2 separate regions of the Siniperca chuatsi genome follow, and region 2 is linked to region 1. Evidence: chromatin contacts called from public Hi-C data. All regions are on one chromosome and are shown on one strand. The core of a region is the stretch at or near the end of the contact, and the rest is flanking DNA. Distances in the headings are between cores, read along the strand shown. Region 1 holds the start of itm2bb (integral membrane protein 2Bb). Region 2 overlaps LOC122885135 (serine/threonine-protein kinase Nek5-like).

Region 1 (5,709 bases), core at 681-3,180:
GGGGACGGGGGGGGGGGGGACCAACCGGGACTACCACTGCACAGTCTGCAGCCGCAGTAACCACACAGGAACCACATCACACACAACCAGGGTGAAGCCAAGAAATGTCACGTCTCTATGAATAACCTGTTTACCTAGAGCTACGCTTCTTATCTGTCTTTAACTGTCACAAAGCACGTGTTGTCCTCGGCGACACGGCTACCGTCCATGCCGTCACGTCTACGCGGCGCTCTGGAGTCGGCGTCACCCTGCAGAGAAATTAGACGTCTCTCGACCTGCTTTACAGGAGTGAAATAGAAACACGGCAGCTTCTTTCGAAACAGGGTGGAGGCTGAACGGGCGGAGGAGGACTTTACCCAGAGACAGGCAACACGCCCCTGCAGTTAAAAACCCCCAGTCAGCTTTAAACGGCTGAATTATTCATCCAATTAGTTTGAATTAAAGTGCAGTTTTGTTACACAGTCACGCTAAATGTTGAAATTCACAGCAGCAGTCACACACCTAAAATTACTCTTTATGTTTCTTTTAAACTTTTAATGACGTCTTCCAGTTTTCCAAAGCATTTCAATCCTGGATAAGGGGTTAACAATTTCGTAACTTCTCCAGGACTCCTACATAAAAAAGGTGAACTTGTGACGGGACGGGAAGCTCGCTCTTTGTCTGTAACAAACAGAGAAACTCACCGGTCTTCTGTAAAGACCAAACTCTTCATTTCAAAATGTGGAAAAGAAAGTTAACGGCCACGGCAAAAAAAAAAATGTACTTTGGACTTTTGCATGTGATTGATGGACGTTGCACCACCTTTTATAAAAAAAAAAAAAGGTGACGCACCCTTCGCGAGGAGCAACAACATAAAAAAAGGTTAGAAACTGGTTTTTCTGTCAAATGAAGATCACAGAGAAACAGGAGACGAGACAAAGCAGCTGAAAGACAACGAGACGACACATTAAACATTCAGGACAGACAGAAAAGTGGCCTGATGTTAGACTTGTGACATCTCAGACAGCTAAAATGATTAGTGGAAAAGCAGGAAATCAATAGCCTTCAATTTTCAAGCAATAAATAATAATAATAATAATAAAAAACACTTGGTGATTTCAGCTTCAGAAAGTTACTTATTTACCTCAGCACACTTCCTTTTGTTTTCTGGCTGACAGGTTGCAAAACAATAAAAAATAAAACTACTGAAAGCACAAAACAATGTTCGTTGCTGCCTTTTTTTTTTTTTTAAACTGTGACCATAAACTAACAAAGTTTCCTCCTTTTACCAAACTAAAAAAAAATAAACTGTGCTTCAGGTCTTTTACCAAAGATAGACAAATTACAAAAAAAAAAAGGTACAGAATTTACATAATGAATTTCTCTAAATGGCAGTAGACACGTTAACTATATAACTATATAAATAATATATTTATCAAATATATTTATCAAAAGGGGGGAAAAACACATTAAACGCCACGCGAGGAAGCAGCCAAACACAAACAATGTAATGTTAGTATAACACACTTAAAAAAAAAACTTTAAAATACTGCAGTCGCCTTTTTTAGGTGTGTACAAGTTGCAGAAACAGTGGGAATATATGGAGAGTTTAGCTAAACAACAGCGCTGAGTGTCTGCACGTTTATTTGAACTGCGTCTTCTTCCTCCGAGCCGAAAGCTAACTCAGCGCTAGCTCAGTTAGCCATTTTCTACTCACTTTGTCCTCCTCGGGGATAAGAGTTTCGGCGTCCTTTTTCACATCTTTCTGTCCCAAAGCGGAGTTAAAAGACACTTTAACCATCCTGGAAGAAACGCCGACACACTCCGACCGGGAAAAATTAACGATAAAGGAGCTGTAAAACAGAACAAAACAGAAGATTTGCTCCGAAGTAAAGTGGACGCACTTCTCTCCGGCCAAGTCTGATCTGCTGTGAGAGCAGCGGCGTCAAGCCGGGCGGAGGCGCGCGACGGCGCTTCCGGCTGGGATTCAAAATAAAAGCATAACCTGGCAACACTTCCTGTATGAGCTGAGGTGAGAGAAGTGCGCAGAATTTCACTTAATATTCCCAAAAGTACACATTTCTCCTCTCACCTGTAGAGCTGTTTACCCAGCTGGATTGTTTTGGTGTGACTTACCAATAATATTATTACATTGTATTATTTTTGCCTGAACTGGCTGTTTATTTTATCGCTTTTGTGTATTTTATGTGTTTTATTTCTTTATATTTCGTCATTCACTGTGGTATTTTATTTCTCTTGTTGTGAAGCACTTTGTACTTTGTTTTGATAAGTGCTCTATGAATAAAGTTTTATTATTTATTATTATTTATTTTTATTATACCGTATTATCATCATCAACCGGCAAACCCACTTTGTACTTCACACTTAATTTAATTTTATACTTATACCCACTTAATTTATTTCCTGACCTGTATTATAGTGTATCAGAATCAGAAATGCTTTATTGATCACCTTTACGTCAGTGCACACAGGAAGAGAAGTACTAAGCAAAAAATATAATACACTATAATGCAGGTCAGAAAATAAATGAAGTACCAGGTGGGTATAAGTATAAATTAAAATAAGTGTGAAGTACAAAGTGGATGATGATAATACGGTATAATAATACAATGTAATAATATAAGTAATAAGTAGTAGTGCATGTACTGTCGAGTTAAGTGTAGCCTATTATATTTTTTTGCTTAGTGCTTCTATTCCTGTGTGCACTGACGTGAAAGTGAGCAGCTGTAACAAAAGAGTTTCCGATCAGGGATCAATGAAGTATTTCTGATTCTGATTCTGAGCTGCAGAGTTTTGGAGATATCGGCCGTAGAGATGTCTGCATTTTATTGAATATAATGGGACTAAATGGCGCTCTGCTTGTGGTGATCAAAGCGCCAAAATAAATACATTTGAGAAACTCAGCAGCAACGTCTCTTTCCAGACTTCATGACCCGGTTACTGAAGATAATCCACAGGTTTGTTGTGAGAAGTTTCATGTGGGAAGAAAATAGTTCCCACATCTCTACGGCCGATTTCTCCAAACCTCTGCAGCTCGCACCAGAACAGTCCAGCTGGATAAACGGCGCCACAGGTGAGAGGAGACACCTGTGTTTTTGATTCTGGGGCGAACTGTTCGCTTTAAGTGAAAGCTGCAGTACTACAATGTAAAAATTCAAAATCTTACTTAAGTGAAAGTACAGAAGTATTGAAAATGTAATGCAAATTAAAGTATCAAAAGTAAAAGTACTCACTGTGCAGCAGAATAGCTCCTCTCAGTGTGATTGTTTTGTATGTTAAACTATTTTAATACGAATTTAATCATCTGTTGTGTTCTGTGTGTGTAGCATGAAGGGACTACGAACTTTCATTCCATTTATACAACCTTGTGTTGTAAAATGATAAATAAACGACCTTGCAGCTCGTATTTTATGAATCTGATCATATGTTTTATGTGTAAAATCTAAATCTGCAAAGTAACTAGCAACTACAGTTGTCACATAAATATAGTGGTGTAAAAAGTACATTTATCTCCCACAGAAATGCAGTGGAGTACAAGTGTAAAGTAGAATACAATTTAAATACTCAGGTGTAATACAAGTACCTCGAAAATGCACTTAAGTGCTGTTGAGTAAATGTACTTAGTTACTTTCCGTCACTATGAGTTATGGCAGCAGAAGGCAGGGATTATGTCCGCAGTAGATGTGTACTGATTTCTTTCTGTTGATTTCTAACAAAACTTTTTTAATATGACAGAATTTCATCAGGAAATCAAAGGAAACAGCAAGAATTTCGCTTTCTAAAGTTTACGATGCACTCCCTTCTTTTCTCCTCCTGGTTACTTATTGTTTACACTTTCTCTCACTGAAATTCACTTTCAGATATTTTTTTTTTTGGTCATAAATCTTCTTTTTCTCTTTCTTCTTCTTGTCCTCCACATGCAAGGCCCGATTACCAACCAGGCAAAGCGGCTGCTCAGGGGCCCCCAGACCATCAGGGGCCCCAAAAGCCCCAGGATGACTGTAATTTGTGGTCATTTGGTGGTTTGTACATTTGTTTGGAGATGTGCAGCACTAAAGCACAATCAACGGGAATGATGAGGGAGGTTCCCCCCCTGGCTGCGAGGCAGTCGTTCAGCAACACATTTTTGCACTTTCATTTTGAAGTTGAACAAACTCAGGTTCCGGAAAAAGACCCGGCTACCAGCGGGGAGCTTGATGAGTCTGTCCGGGGCAAAAGTAAAAGTAAAGAAAGTAAAAGTAAAGAAAGAAAAAGTACAAAAAGTAAATATAAAGAAAGTAAAAGTAAAGAAAATAAAAGTAAAGAAAGTAAAAGTACAAAAAGTAAAAGTAAAAGAAAGTAAAAGTAAAGAAAGTTAAAGTAAAGAAAGTAAAAGTACAAAAAGTAAATATAAAGAAAGTAAAAGTAAAGAAAATAAAAGTAAAGAAAGTTAAAGTAAAGAAAGTAAAAGTACAAAAAGTAAATATAAAGAAAGTAAAAGTAAAGAAAGTAAAAGTAAAGAAAGAAAAAGTACAAAAAGTAAATATAAAGAAAGTAAAAGTAAAGAAAATAAAAGTAAAGAAAGAAAAAGTACAAAAAGTAAATATAAAGAAAGTAAAAGTAAAGAAAGTAAAAGTACAAAAAGTAAATATAAAGAAAGTAAAAGTAAAGAAAGTAAAAGTAAAGAAAGTAAAAGTACAAAAAGTAAATATAAAGAAAGTAAAAGTAAAGAAAGTTAAAGTAAAGAAAGTAAAAGTAAAGAAAGTAAAAGTACAAAAGTAAATATAAAGAAAGTTAAAGTAAAGAAAGTTAAAGTAAAGAAATTTAAAGTAAAGAAGAGTAAAGTAAGAGTAAAGAAAAGTAAAGTCCTGCATTCAGAATTCTACTTAAAAAACTTCTACTACTAAAGTACTTAAAGTATCAAAAGAAAAAGATCTTGTTTAAAAGAAAAAAATAAAAGTAAAGAATAGTTTAATTAAAGACAGTAAAGATTGTTAAAAAGGTGGAAAGTCCTGCATTCAGAATTAGCTACTTTAAAACTTTATATACAGTTAGCTAGTTTTAAGTATCAAAATAAAAGATCTTGTTTTACAGAAAATTGGTCCCTTTTATTGATATGTTATTATATATGACATTATTAGATCGTTACTGAGGTGAAGCCATTTTAAACTGCTTTATATACAGTTAGCTAGTTTTACTGCTTTATACACAGTTAGCTAGTTTTAACTGCTTTATACACAGTTTAACTGCTTTATATACAGTTAGTTTTAACTGCTTTATATACAGTTAGCTAGTTTAACTGCTTTATATACAGTTAGCTAGTTTTAACTGCTTTATATACAGTTAGCTAGTTTTAACTGCTTTTAGCTATATACAGTTAGCTAGTTTTAACTGCTTTATATACAGTTAGCTAGTTTTAACTGCTTTATATACAGTTAGCTAGTTTTAACTGCTTTATATACAGTTAGCTAGTTTTAACTGCTTTATATACAGTTAGCTAGTTTTAACTGCTTTATATACAGTTAGCTAGTTTTAACTGCTTTATATACAGTTAGCTAGTTTTAACTGCTTTATATACAGTTAGCTAGTTTTAACTGCTTTATATACAGTTAGCTAGTTTTAACTGCTTTATATACTAGTTTTAACTGCTTTATATACAGTTAGCTAGTTTTACTGCTTTATATACAGTTAGCTAGTTTTACTGCTTTATATACAGTTAGCTAGTTTTAC
Region 2 (5,220 bases), core at 25-2,524, 37 kb before region 1:
CACCTGCACCAGCGACCTCTGGCAGCAGATGTTACAGATGTGTACTGGTTTTAATGGTTAGTCTTTTGCATTTCATTCACTTCGCGGAAATAAACGTTCTCAGTGGTTTCTGAAGTCTGTTAAACTAAACCGAAAGTGGACACAAAATGTAACATAAAGATGTTACATCGCAGAAATAAACACAGTCTTACTCCAACACTCGTCGTGGGAACGAGTCTCGAGGTCAAGGCTCACCCGCCGGGTGCAAGTCCGAGTCCTGACTCGCCAAAGCTCAAGTAACCGATGTTCGAATCGAGTCCAGCTGTTTGTATTTGTGTATCAAAGTACTGTTTCTGCGCACTTCACCGTGGTTCGTGTCGCTCAGATCCTCACGCTGTACAGAAAGAACGAACAGTAAAAACTTCAGAGTGTCTGACCTTGAAGAGTTGGGTGACCAGCAGGCGAAGGTCGTAGGAGTAGCGGCTGGGTACGGGGTTGTAGCGCCCCCTGCAGATTTTACTGACCAGCTGCCGCAGACTGCTGCCCTCAAACTGCAGGTGAAGACACGCGCCCACACACACACACACACACACACACACACACACATATCTTGGTGTGTTGGTTGAATAAAACCAGCTATCTGAATACATTACCTCAGGCTGTGGGCGTTTTGTTATTTTATGTTTTTATTCTTTTTGGCATTTGTTGCCGTTATTAGTTATTAGATCACAACAGTAGCGTGGTGACAGGAAACAACTGGATAATGGACACTTTTCACTATTTTAACAACAAAACTGTGAATCGATTAATCAAGAAAATGATTAGCTGATTAATCGATGATGAAAATAATCGTTAGTTTCAACAATATTTTTGTTACTGATTTTGCTCTTACTGTACTTCTGCATGAGGTCCGTCTGCAGGCTACATTAGCATCAGTGTTAGCGTTAGCTCAGTGTTAGCGGAGGGTCTAGCTGTGTGTGTGTGTGTGTGAAGCAGCTGCTGATGTGCTGGGTGTGGTGCAGCTTACTGGATGCCTCAGGGTGCAGAGCTCATACAGGACGCAGCCCAGAGACCAGACATCCCTGCAGAGAGGACACACACACACACACACACACACACACACAGGGAGCATCTATGAATCACTATAAAGCAGCTTTTTTACTCCGTCTTGTGTAACTTGACATGTTTCTTGTTGGAACAGGGTGCTTGGGCAGGGCTTAACGTTATGCCCTGTCCCCCTGAGCTAAAGTCATAAACACCAGAAACCAAACCATGATGTCAAAATCCAACAGAGCACAGCTACCGACAGAAACGACTAGTGAAGAGGTTTTCAGTTCTGGAGCAATACAACGCCTTTGGTATTTGCTTTTTTGGCTAGGAGCCCTGTGTGTGTGTGTGTGTGTGTGTGTGTGTGTACTACTTCTGTCTTTGTGAGGTCCTACTAAAGTTGTAGACCTCGAGATTGAGGACATTTTTGTGCCTTCTTCAAATTACTGTTTGTGTGTTTAGACTTGGTTTTACGTTTAAGTTTAGGATTAGGTTTGGGTGAGGGTTAGGGGGTTTGGGGGCTCGGGCATGGATCAGGTCAATGAGGGTCTCGCAAGTATAGCAATCCAAACATGTCTGTGTGAGTGTGGGAAAGACGAAGCAGCTCTGACCTCGGCTGCAGCGAAACAAGAGTGCAGAAGAGAGCGGAGCAAAGAGAAACTGAGGGTGGAGGACGATGAGCAGATTTAGGTGTTTGCATGTGTGCGTTTGCTGCACATCAGAGTTTCCTGTTTGAAAGTGTGTGTGTGTGTGTGTGTGTGTGTGTGTGTGTGTGTGTGTGTGGTTGTACATGTTGTTGTTGAAACAAACACCCCTCTCAGTGAACGTGCTGCAGTGCGACCACATGATGATCTTATCGCAATCACAAAAATAAAAAAAGGGGAAGCTCCTCTCTGTGCACAGGGTCCCGTTTGACCTGAGCAATTCGCTAAACCCCTCCCCCAAACGAGGACTGTCCAATCACGGCTCAGCCGCTGTAACTAGGCACAGCAGGCCCGCCAAGCGTGGCATTTCTCCACGTGTTGAAGCTGTGTGCACTGAGCTGCTGTAAGAGAGAGTTTGAAGGCTGCTTCCCTTTCCAAAACTAAAAACAACATTTAACATTGTGTTTATGTGCTCTAACGTAACCTGCAAGTGTTAGCATGTCTGGCTAACTAGCATCCTATCTACTGTAGTAACTGAACGTTACTTCCGAGGCCAAGGAGCCCATCATTGGCTGACTGCAGCAGCTTCAGAGGTTGGACTGTGTTAAAAACAAGACTAGCACATTCACTGTACAGTATTTCCGCACTACGTAGGAAGTCGGTCCTGGATGCTACTAGAGTTTTGGCTAACGTTAGCGGCTCTGTCCTGATCTTTATTGCATTGGAAAAGTTTACAGTCCAGCAACTCCAACCAACGTTACCTGAGACTGAGTTACATTTGGCAAACACGTCAGTACGTCCTCGTCCTCAAAGCCTTTTCTCTTGTTTGCTAACCGTTAAACACCGTTAACGGTGAAAACATACCGCAGCTACACTGTTACACTAAACTAACTAGCTCTACACTGCAACACAAGAACACTGCTGCTTCGTTACTTCCACGTCTTCTGCGCGGATCGTCAGCTGCTGGGGATGACGATGCCGTCGTTGTAATGAGCATCAGAATGTTAATCAGTCAAAACTGATCTTTATCTTTGTTTCTGTGGTTGACAGTTTACAGGAACCTACCTGAGGTGAGCAGAAGAGATGGACTCCACCCAGCTGGCACTCAAAGCAGATGAAAACAAACAACGCTAACACTCTGCACCATTTCCAGACTACATATTAATACTATACAGTGTGGACTGTATACTAACAACAGTATACAAGAAAAGTACTTTAACATTGTACTAAAAGGAACTGGTATATAGTATGTATTTATATATATGTATACTATAATATAATATATAATAAACATAATTAAATTAAACATAATTCAAATGGGACACTTGGATGTTTCTCGAGCTTTCTCACCACCTTTACCACCACAAATATTAAACTTTAAGATTTTACTTTAACCCCCATTTAGCATTTTTAAGCAGCGTATGAACATTTAATAAGTGGTTTATAACACATTATAATGCAATTGTGAGCAGGTGTTTATTAATGAATTTGAACTACAGCTCCTCCCGTGGAGGCTGCTGCTTAAACAGATAATAAATGACAATATAGTAAAACACAGTCGTAATGATATAAAACATCATTAATAAACACTTATAAACGTACAACTACACTGCAGTGTGTTATAAACCATTTATGAAATGTTTATATGCTGAATGGGGGGTTGAGCTGTTGCTGTTTAATGTTTGTGGTGGTGAAGGTGGTGAGAAAGCTCGAGAAACAGATGAGAATACATTTTGCTTTCTTTGAGCGTTCAGTACGCGACGCCCCGACACTTCATCTTATTTGCGGTGTAAACAGACTGCATGGTTAACAGGGTTGTTGATCAAAACCTATTTGTGTATTTCTCGCGGCGACATACGGGTCTGAGTTCTGTATTTAACGGAAACATGACCTTTGATTGTGTCAGCTACAAGCCGCCGTAACAAGGACATTTACTCAAGTACTGTGCTTACACTTCAGAGGTACTCCTACTTTACCTGAGTGTTTCTGTTTTATGTCACTTTATACTTCCACTCCGCCGCATGTCAGAGGCAGATACAGGACTTTTCACTGCACTACGTTTATCCGACCGCTTTAGTTACTTTGCAGATTTAGATTATTAATACAAAATATAAATCAGCTAATACATTATGATATATTATTATAGGTTAAGACACCCAGCAGTATATAAAGTAAAATGAGTTCTACCTTTACCAGCTGCAACATTACAGTGATGAACACATTAATGTATCACTGATTATAATCCAGTAATATATGTATTATATGTATTATAGATAGATAGATAGATATTATATATATGATTCTGCATGAGTACTTTTACTTCTGGTACTTTAGGGATATTTCGATGCTAACACTTTTACTTGTATCAGAGTATTTCTACGCTGTGGTATCACTGGTTTTACTGAAGTCAAAGATGTGAACGCCCCCGGCCACTGCTCATTACAGAAAGAAAAACGTGTTGTGAAGCTTCAGGGTGGTTCAGGTTGTGGGTGCTGCGCGGAGAGACGACCATACGCACGTCTTGTTGTTGTAGGGCCGGCTCTCGCAGATCTCCGGGGAGAGGTAGTACGGTGTCCCAACGCAGGTCCTGGCCAGCTCCATGGTGCTGCACAGCCACAGTTCACACACACAATGCACTCAGTCAGGGTTCAATATGTAAAGCCGGTTAAACCTCAGAGACATTTTAAATATGTTTAGTGACCTGTTTCTAAATGCAAACGTTCTCCAGAGATTTTACTTGATCTGCTGTGGGTATTATTATTATTAGAATATTTATCTGAAGACAATATGAGGCTTTAAAACCTTTGTGTGGAGCTAAGAAAAACACCTTTCTGGCTAAATAACATCAGACTGCAGCCCACTGAAAAAGCGTAGAGGTGAGAAAGAGACACGCTAATAGGATTAAGCGTATAGCTCTGCAACAAGCGTGACTGTAAAAAGCAGTCTCGGTGGCTGCATGTTGGCTCGGCCGCAGCCTGAACACTGTCCAGTCCAGTTCTTTCACAGCAGCATGTGAAAACCCTTTGTTTGTGGAGCGGCCCTGTGCACGGGGGGCATTGTCATGTTGAAACAGGAAAGGGACAAACACAAACTGTTGACACAAATTTAGAAGAACACTGTTGTCTCAAATGTAATTGTATTCTGCAGCATTAAAGAATAAGGCTGCCGACATCCCACATTTTTTGTTACTGTCAACAAATCCCAGGAAAAGGCCGAAACCAAACACGTGTTTCCTACAACGTATGCGGCTTTCGGCGCAGAAATCTTTAAAAAACACCTCACAAATATATAGTTTCTTCTTCTTCTTTCTTTTTTTTTAAAGGCTCAGTAATTTCCTAAAACAGCTGCTGACTGTAGTTTTTAATCAAACAAACAGGAGGAAGATATATCAGGCTTGTCCACATGCTGGCAAACCTCAAGAGTACAGTACTTGTAGTAAATGTTAATTCCCACCGCTGCTTATCTTATCTTGTAGGAAACACTAAAAATACATGCATACACAGTGCGGTATTTACAGGACACAAATCTAATTTGTTCCCCTTTGTACAGT

Evidence for each region. A called contact is a pair of places that touch in the nucleus more often than the background predicts.
Region 2: a contact with region 1 is called in a Hi-C map of liver, with 2.5 times the contacts expected there. The contact joins the enhancer-like site here to the promoter of itm2bb in region 1. A contact is called at or near these places in 3 of 3 Hi-C or Micro-C datasets (liver, skeletal muscle and an unstated tissue).

What each region holds. Positions count from the first base shown.
Region 1 is chrLG12:27,919,061-27,924,769 of ASM2008510v1, reverse strand. It overlaps itm2bb (integral membrane protein 2Bb), which reads right to left and starts at 1,930. Exons shown (of 7, transcript XM_044215828.1): 1 at 1,697-1,930. The coding sequence starts at 1,780.
Region 2 is chrLG12:27,956,340-27,961,559 of ASM2008510v1, reverse strand. It overlaps LOC122885135 (serine/threonine-protein kinase Nek5-like), which reads right to left. Exons shown (of 23, transcript XM_044215844.1): 6 at 4,189-4,275; 7 at 1,007-1,061; 8 at 417-530. Among protein-coding and RNA genes, the nearest start is that of LOC122885135, 12 kb to the right of the region's middle. Within about 2 kb of position 1,274, the one cell type or tissue checked has an H3K27ac peak away from gene starts, as active enhancers do. A contact at or near this core is called in liver, where this site is marked.